Regions from separate parts of the Gasterosteus aculeatus genome. Here all the other regions are linked to region 2. A link is a contact called in public Hi-C data. All regions are on one chromosome and are shown on one strand. The core of a region is the stretch at or near the end of the contact, and the rest is flanking DNA. Distances in the headings are between cores, read along the strand shown.

Region 1 (3,055 bases), core at 142-2,641, 49 kb after region 2:
GGCTTTAACGGCTGTTGTTGGAATGGAGGTACATCTTTATCAGCTTGGGAGGCTTAACGGCAATTTATAAATGGGGCTAGCGTTTCCACACTCAGGTTTCAGTGTGTTCAAGGTCACAAGGTTCCTTTTACACACGCAAAAGCCTGGAAAAAGTCTAAGCTTGTCATCATTACACAGTTCTCATCTTTGAATAACATGTATTTTTGCTATATTTTATTCCACGTTACCATGAAATAGCTGCATCCATGTGTTGTTCCCGCAGTGCCGTGACTATAGCACTCTGACAACGGCTAATGCTGTCAAGTGGCCTTTATCTGGGCCCATTGTGAGCTTATACACGTTTATGTGTGTGTGTGTTACTAACTGGCACCAGTGGATAGATTACCTAATACAGTCCAAGCACGTTATTAGACCCCAGGGCGCTGGCTAAGTCACTCTGAGTTCTGTTTCTGGCCTTTTAATTATTCATCAAGGTATTGCCTGGGATGTAACCTCAATTACTGTGGGCTGTGGGGCCAGGTCACGTGTTGTTAACACTGCGCTGCAATCAGAGCCACCACAGGGAAGGCTGCCAACGGGAAGAAGGGCTCTGTGGCTTGGCACTCCACCCACCACCACTGATTGGCCCACGTGGAGCAGGACGCTGGCTGCGCCGAGGGCAGAGAGGGGAGGGCCGCTCTTCAGATTCCCTGGTAGCCACAATGGGAACAGGACGATGGTGTAAATACTGTAAATCAAAGCTTGATTGGTGTGATCAGCGTGGTGTGAGCAGCCGTGTGAGACTGGAGGAGGAGGGGGGGGGGGGGGGGGGGGGGTGATGGAGGGAGGAGGGAGAGGAACAGCTGAAGGTTTTAATGAGCCAAGAAGAGGGTGAGATATGAGCTCTCTCTCTCTCTCTCTTGGGCCCACCTGTAGTGGGCAGACCGGCTGTGCACCTGCAGTCCTGGAGAGCCCCCAGCACACAGAGCAGAGGGGAGCGGGGGGGGGGACTGGAAAGCCTGCAACACTTGACAGAAGGACACAGGGATGAGACGCTTGTCTCATTCGAGTGGCTGGAAGGTGCCGCAGACATTGTCCATCGCATAAACCCTGATTAAAACGTTGTCATGTTGAAATTACACCATAATCTCACCTGTCTCCTCCGTGTTTAAAAGGGAAACGGGGAAGTATGTTCGACTGAGTGCTTTTGCCTTTTAATTTGCACAGTAACAAGGCATCTGCGTTTCAAGGAGCCGGAGCCGAAATTTCTGTTCTTCTATCAGATTTGGCGCGAGTGATCAGACATCTCATTTCTCGTCCGAATTGAGGTGATGGTGTGTGGCAGTCCCCTGTGGCTGCGTCGCTCCGACAACCATGCCATGCATATTCAGGTGGTGATAATGAGAGCCGCTGTCATGGCGATCTATGACTAACAGCAGTTAAATCGGGGCTGCTGCCTTGTTACCGTCGGCTCACTCAGGCCACGCCTGCCTTTACCATCTGATAACGAGGCCTCCGGATCACACAAATGAGTATTAAAAAAAATGATCCTGACGAATGGACAGGTGTCTTTACCCAGAGTTTTGTCTGCAGACACACACTCACGATAGCACAAATAAACTGATGTTTCACTTCCGATTTCTTGGCTCTGAATGGTTGTTTTATCTTTGGGTCCAGCGGAATCTTCCACATGACGATAAAATGAACACTTTTCACAGATTATCTGTCTCATGACCCTGTAATGATGAAGTGACCGTTAGCGCAAATGCGATAAAGTTCTTACAGTTACCAACCATAGCTTTAATTGGCCAATTCTTCCACCTGAAGACATGAAATAATGGAATTACCAAACATAATGTCCTGTCTACTTGTCTGGAGACAGACTGTTATGTCTGCGCGTGGAGCTCCGCTGCTGTGGGGCAACTGTATTGCATTACACCCAGAGGAGAAGAGCAGATGTCCCAGAGAAGTGCTGCTGTAGCTCCAGGCAGCTTGTCCTCTGGGGGTTGCCTGGGGGGGGGGGGGGGGCAGACAGGAAGCAGCTCCAGATGGAACATCCTGTGTCATAAATATTGTGTGAATTGTACTGCCATAACGGCACATGCCATTTCTGCCATGCTTCCGCGTGACCTTCGACGGCGGATTTACAAGTGCGTACATCAATTGCGGAGGATGATTTAGAGGCAGCGCGAGTGTTGAGTGAAGCACACGGGACACGAGTTAGGCAGGTGGATGACATATTATCTTTTTAATTTGAGAGTTTTCATAGATAACCGTACTATACAGCAGAAGTAGACACAAGTCATTTCTGATTATGTTACATAGTGACTGTAATAACTGGTGTCTACGTGAAACCAAAATGCATGTATTAATTTACCACCCAGAAGCTTCTTATTTTTTAATTATGTCTTCTCTCTGAAGGTCTTGTTTGGATAATGTAGTACGAGCTAATTAACCGGCTTGCTCTCCCGCTTGTAGCTAAGGTCACGTTATTGCTTTGTTCGTGTTGATCCAGCAGCTAAGCCATAGATCTCTGCTTTCCACTATGCTTAAAACCAACGCTGAAGTAAACCTACAGAATGAATTCTGGGTTAAGAAATGCAAACGCTGTGCGAGTGGTGTGAGCTGAGCGGATTATGTATAGCTGCAGTCCCGCTGCTTCCCTGGGATGTAGAGCCTTTTATTATGGAGTGTTTTATGGCTGCCAGGAGTAAAGCTGACAAGGAAGAGGCAGCTATAAAATGAAGCTTCCCATTCTTGGTCGTCTGCCACCTCCTGTGAAAGCAATGCAGTCTGTAGGCAAGGATGTTCATGTGTACTGTATGTGCATCCAGGAGATCCAGGAGCATTGGGAGCTTTTTTGTTTGTTCAGTTGGTATAAGACGAGTCTGTAGAATACATGAGGCATCGGCGATACTCTTGTGTCAGTGTAATCTACGCGACTCTGACATCAAATCTCTACTCCACTGCTTAACATAGTTTATGTGTGGAACGGCAGAAGTAGGACGTTTTGAGAAAATATGGCTCTTCTTATGTGCTGCCACATCCGTCTTTGGCCTGAGTATTGGCTACAGCG
Region 2 (2,759 bases), core at 102-2,601:
CTTGTTCTGTAATTTAGACCAAATTTCCTTTATCGACAGAAATAGATTCGGTTTTTATATGATTAATAGACTGCCTGCAGCAACCAGACTTTAGATTTCTTGCTAATTGGACATCTTTTATATATTAAAAGACTGGTGTAGTATAAAAAGTCTATTTTTACCCATGTGGCTGTTGTTTTTCCTCATTTAAGTGTTAAGACAAGTGTCGTATTCGTGATGTTTGAATGTGGAAACACTACTTTCCGCCTTGCATATAGCACGACATTAATATCACACTCAGGTTTAGTGTTAGAACAGGTTCATTTGGCCTTTTCGATAAAGGTAAACAAGAAGCCTTCACGTACGTAAAGGAAAACTACAGGTTGTAATGTTACAACTGTTTGCATGCTTCCTTTTTTCCTTTGTTTAATGTAGGCTCTCATTACCACGTGGTGGTAACAGATTGTTTGAACTGGAGAGAAAAGCCATTCGAAGCTAATTAAGCAGCCATTCCAGGCTCTATTCACAGGCAGAGGACCGAGGAGCACAGGCATTTGTCAGCGCTTGACCCCGCGTGGTATTGATTGACAACGCTGCTCGCAGAATGACAGGCTGGAGGCCTCTGGACCAATGGGAAGCCAGCGAGTAAGTGCGCCGCGCTGCCATTGGACGAGGGGCCTTAAAGCCGCAGAGGAGTCCCACGTGGGGCCGAAGTGAACCTTCAGAACGAGGCGCAGAGGCTCCGTTCAGACATGGCTGATGTTCGTATCAGACAAAGACAATCATTTATTCTCTTCCCCGCAGTGTAACCATTACACAAATGCTGATAGGTTGGCGTGCGGATGTGGTTATGCAAGAATCACGAGATATTTTAAACTAAAATGTCGAGTCGGCCCCATGGCTTTATTTGGGTGGATATCGTAGATCGATTGGTCATTATTGTGTCATTCCCGGTGTGTGTATGTATGTATGTGTGTGTGTGTGTTTCTGATTTGGGACATTACTTTCGGTGTTTCACAGTAGCATTGCTTCTCATTTTATACCTATGTATTAAAAACAAGCTCCCATTTCCCCCTCCTTTTCCTTGTATGTTGTATGTTGATATCAATTCAAGAACGGCAGCTTCCTCCCCGTAGCGGTGGCGCGCCCCCCCCCCCCCCCCCCCCCCAATGCATCAACAAAAATATAACCCCCTAATGATTTGCGGATGTGGAATTTGTGTTGTCTCTGTCAAATATGGATATCATCGTCGGCACATCACTGCCTGCTGTTGTTGTACACGGTGGGACGGAGGGATGATGCCTTGTGGATCCGCGGGATGATGTCATGTATCGCTGAACCCCACGTGGGGGCCGTCGCTCTCCGATAGGCAGATGTGGTTTTTACTCCTTCCGAGTAATCCGATTGGACAGATAGACGCTTTCACGGCAGTTCAGCACTGCTGCCTGTGTGTGGCAACCGGGGTAAACTGGACAACTGGGGGAAATGCGAGATTGCGGAGAGAACCATGTTACGCTTTTAAAGAATCGCCAACGTATTCGAGTCGGGAGGCAGGTTTTTGGAATTATTTTCTTCTTCATTTTGGGATTAACCAGCCACGAAAGGAGCGCATCCCTCTGAGGTTCGCGGTGGAGAATAAAGTAGTTTAATCGAGCCTCGACCGCACCACATTTTCTCCCAACTGCTCCCCCGGTCAGAGAGAGAGAGAGAGCGCGCGCGCGATAGAGAGAGAGAGAGGATGCTTGTCGAGATCCGCGTCCACCACGCTTACATTAAAAGGGATTAAGCGCATGAATTATAGCCTACTTTGTTTTTTTCTTCTTTTGATTCTGGAACAAAAGTCGGAGTGACTGTTAAGACGCACGCACAGGTATGTATTAAAGCAGAGCGCTTGATTTCTTTATTCCAGTTTATTAGTATTATAGGTTTTTTTTTAATTTTTTATCCCGGGGCGTGTGAACGCTCAACAGCGCACCGTCCTCACCGAGTGTCGGCGGAGTGAAAATCGGTGGAAGCCGGACCGGAGGCGTCCTAGCGCGGGGTTTCGTGCCGTTTGACGACCATCAGTCCGGATTAAGAGTCCGAGACAAACGAACCAAACGCGAGCGTTTGTAAAAAAGAAAAGAAAAAAAAAAGAAAAGAAAAGAAAGACGAACGACGTGAGCGCGTTTCTTTAGTCTATGTTGTGTGTTTTAGTACTTTTAAATTGTAAAGCCATTTATATTTGTGTAGTATATCGCTTGACCACTGCCCGGATAAGGTCACCGAGAAAGCGCAGCGGCGCTTTTGAGACGCGGCTCCAACTGCTTCCAACCGGAACGAGTTCGGTGTTCTGACTACTTATTAGCGACCAACGTGCTCTGGATTCTGTTGTTGGCTTTTTCATTTTCTTTTTGTTGTTGTTGTTGTTTTTTTGTTCGTCTAAAGATTAAACCGCTTCATTTTTCAACAGAGTTAATTTCCCAGTCCCCCCCTCCCTCCCACGCCCCCCCCCCCCCGGTGCCTGCTGAGACCGGTGTGGCTGTGAGCACATTTCAACCGTTTTGCCAAAGGACGCGCACGCTGGAGAGATAAACAAAGGATACATTTCAAGATGTATCCACAGGGCCGACATCCGGTAAGCAGCTCTTCCTCTGTGCACTTACTGCAGCTTCCATATCTGTCTGACAACTCTGATGTTGACATGTTTCCTGACTTGCCCCCCCCCCCCCCCCACACACACCTCCAATGCAACTCATAAAATCTATATGGTTATATCACAATGCATTCATGCTACACCA
Region 3 (2,813 bases), core at 202-2,701, 34 kb before region 2:
ATTCAGGATCGAACAGAACCAGAGTGCACAGAGCTGATCGTCTACGATAGGAACGACGTGGACAATGTTTTAAAGTCTTAAAGAGTATGACTTTTTTCTTTTAACTCTCAATGACAAATCCTAAAATAGCTTGTCGCGTTGTTGTAAGTTGTCGCATTTGCGCCTGCAGAGGGCAAACTCAAGCGAAGAGGAGTAGAAGCTGCACTATTTCCCTACGGTATTATTTCAGTCTGCAATGTATCCAACCTCATGAACATTTTTGCATTTAATAAAACAATTATCATATTGGTATTAACTTTTCTCTGATACACATTAGTGAATGAAAGTTAATTCCCCTCAACAGGACAGGCAGCCGCACACTTGTCCCGCTGTCGGGAACGTAACGTTGATATCTCATTAGGAGGCCTGAACCGTGACAGTTACGTCTCTTCCAACTGTGCCGTTGGTCAGCTCGTGGTTGAGTGATTGCTCCCGACCTCGCCGCGCCGCGCCGCTGCCCTCGGTGCTCCAACTATCCGCGCTGCTTGTTGACAGCAGCTCCCTTGTGGGGCTTCTGCTGACCTCCTGCTGGTGCTCTGGAGGAGAGGGCTGAAGACGAGTGGAGTAACCAGGGGGAGACGGGGGGGTTTCTCGACAGTGTTTTGCCTTTGATACACACCAACAGCGCACACTTGGCACAGTTAACCTGGGCTTTCCTCCCCTGGATTTCAACTATGTGAGTCAAAGGATTGTGTTCCTTTAGTAAATTGCTACTTTCGTTTTCTTTTATTTCCAGGTGTTTTTCATGAGATTTAATTAGTATATTTTGACGGTTGTTATTTAATTTGTAAGCTGGTTTAATGCAGTAAGAGCTGGCTTTGTGTCCGATGGGGTGTGTTGACTGCAGGAAGAGACAGAGCAGTGTGTCATTTTAGGGGAAAATGATAGGTTCCTTTCCACGCTCATAAATAGTCTCGCTATCATCAGCGAGCAGCACATGACCCAGTGGAGCAAAATGAACCCAGAATTGCGTCGCCTAGATCAAAACAGAAATATGGCAGACGATCAATTAATGATTAACAGACCATCTGTTGGTGGTGGCGTTTGGAATATCAATGCGCCTCCCCTCGGATGTTTAATCACCGGATGCCATCGTGTTGGAACACAACAACAGAGCCTTCGGAAGTGCTGTAGTGTCAGCCCGCTCAAACGTTTTGATCCACCTCCACGGCGCTGATTACATGTTCCCCGCTCCGGTGTAGAAGCGTGTCTACATGCAGATATCTGCTCCGTGTCTGGGGCCGCTGTCGGAGATCCCACCCAAGGCAAGGCTCCGTTCATGCTGCAGCTCGCAGGATGTCATGGATATGACCCCCCCCCCCGAGGCCTGAGGAGGGACAGGAAACGGTTGGCTCTCGGTTGGACAGAAGTGGTGCCTGGGACTTTCCCCACACGCCTCGGGATCCTCCTCATTCAGCCCGGTCTGCGGTCGGAGCGTGTTGTCTGCACCACTTCACACCAGGAAGGGGAAAGGGAGGGTTGGTGGTGGGTGGTGCTTGTCGAAGTCGGAGAAAACTTTTCAGAGGGGATTCATTGCCCCTTAACTGAGAGAACGGCATAAATTATTTGCGCTGGCAGATGTTCACAGACCCAAATATGCATGAATTTGTCGAGCTGGCAGGCTTCCCCTCAGTCGAACGTACTGGTTTGCGCGATGCGTGCAGGAGCAGTTGTTGTTCTGCCTGTTTTACAGAGAGCATTAATCTGGGCTGTCAGCGCCACCGACCATTTTGCTGGAAATGATTTCACTCCTTAATAAGGAAACTCTGGTGCTGCGTTACACACGGCGGTCAGGACAACATTCTTGGTGGGTCTGTCATCGTGAAGCTGTTCTCCAACAGCAGGCCTTCTGTGTTTGGCCTGCAGCACCCGCTGTAACCCAGAGATGAAAAGAATCCACTAACTAGACATTAAATGAAACCACTCTCTCACATCCTCTCTGCTGGTGGAGGGGAAGGGTACCTCCGGCCAGGAAGAGGGGGAAATCCAACATGGTATTAACTTGCCTGAATTTCTGTTAGTCGCTAAGCTGAAAACGTTATTTTGACAACCGACAGTTTGCCCAGTGGCGGCTGGTGGATTTTTTTTTTTTTTGGTAAGGCCAGCCAGTCAGTTTCAGTAAAAATCCCAGTATGATTCAATGCAAAAAAAGGGTATCAAACACAAATTATTACTTTGCAGTTAAATATTTAACATTTATTCCAACAGTTTAAAATAATAAGGACATCTTATTCAAACAAAAATATAAAAATGAACAATGCGATATAACTACCATATCGTAACATTATAAATATCCAATATAAATATATTTGTATAAAATCTAATATTGTGTGTCCTAACCGCAGTCCTGTGTGCAATGTTAACTTAAACACGGCCACGTGACGGAGTTTATCGCTGCGGTCAACCGCCCTCCACTTCCAAACAGCGGCAATATACGGCGTTAGCATGTAGCTAACTAGCTAGCTAAACCTGTCGGTGTAGAAGTCTTTACAGAAGCGTCGGCTTCCCTTTCACGCCGGTTGTTGCCTGATTGTGAGGTCAGGCTGGTCTGGGTCCAGCTGTTTTACCTCTCCGGCAAAGTTCTTCTCTCGTACCGAGTTCGGGTCGGGTCTTCTTGAAGGACACTGCCGGTGGTCTCGCCCCGACGAGAGCGCAGCGCAGGGCGGCGAAGGGCGAGCCCAAATCTCAATGCATTTTAGGACGCTGAAATTACAACTTCATCAGTGATTGGCTAACTGCTTGTTAGACCCGCCCCATTGGGACATGGCCCGAGC

The links. A called contact is a pair of places that touch in the nucleus more often than the background predicts.
Region 1: a contact with region 2 is called in a Hi-C map of skeletal muscle, with 4 times the contacts expected there. The contact joins the enhancer-like site here to the promoter of tle3a in region 2. A contact is called at or near these places in 3 of 6 Hi-C or Micro-C datasets (skeletal muscle and tail fin).
Region 3: a Hi-C map of skeletal muscle shows a contact between it and region 2, with 2.9 times the contacts expected there. The contact joins the enhancer-like site here to the promoter of tle3a in region 2. A contact is called at or near these places in 2 of 6 Hi-C or Micro-C datasets (skeletal muscle and tail fin).

The regions. Positions count from the first base shown.
Region 1 is chrX:19,080,412-19,083,466 of fGasAcu3.hap1.1, reverse strand. It overlaps LOC144383794 (a long non-coding RNA gene), which reads right to left. Exons shown (of 2, transcript XR_013451241.1): 2 at 2,200-3,055. Among protein-coding and RNA genes, the nearest start is that of LOC144383794, 5.4 kb to the right of the region's middle. Within about 2 kb of position 1,391, at least 4 of the 9 cell types and tissues checked have open chromatin away from gene starts, as enhancers often do.
Region 2 is chrX:19,130,023-19,132,781 of fGasAcu3.hap1.1, reverse strand. tle3a (TLE family member 3, transcriptional corepressor a) reads left to right here and starts at 1,351. Exons shown (of 21, transcript XM_040163321.2): 1 at 1,351-1,849; 2 at 2,432-2,596. The coding sequence starts at 2,573.
Region 3 is chrX:19,164,164-19,166,976 of fGasAcu3.hap1.1, reverse strand. No RefSeq gene overlaps it. Among protein-coding and RNA genes, the nearest start is that of morf4l1, 11 kb to the left of the region's middle. Within about 2 kb of position 1,451, at least 4 of the 9 cell types and tissues checked have open chromatin away from gene starts, as enhancers often do.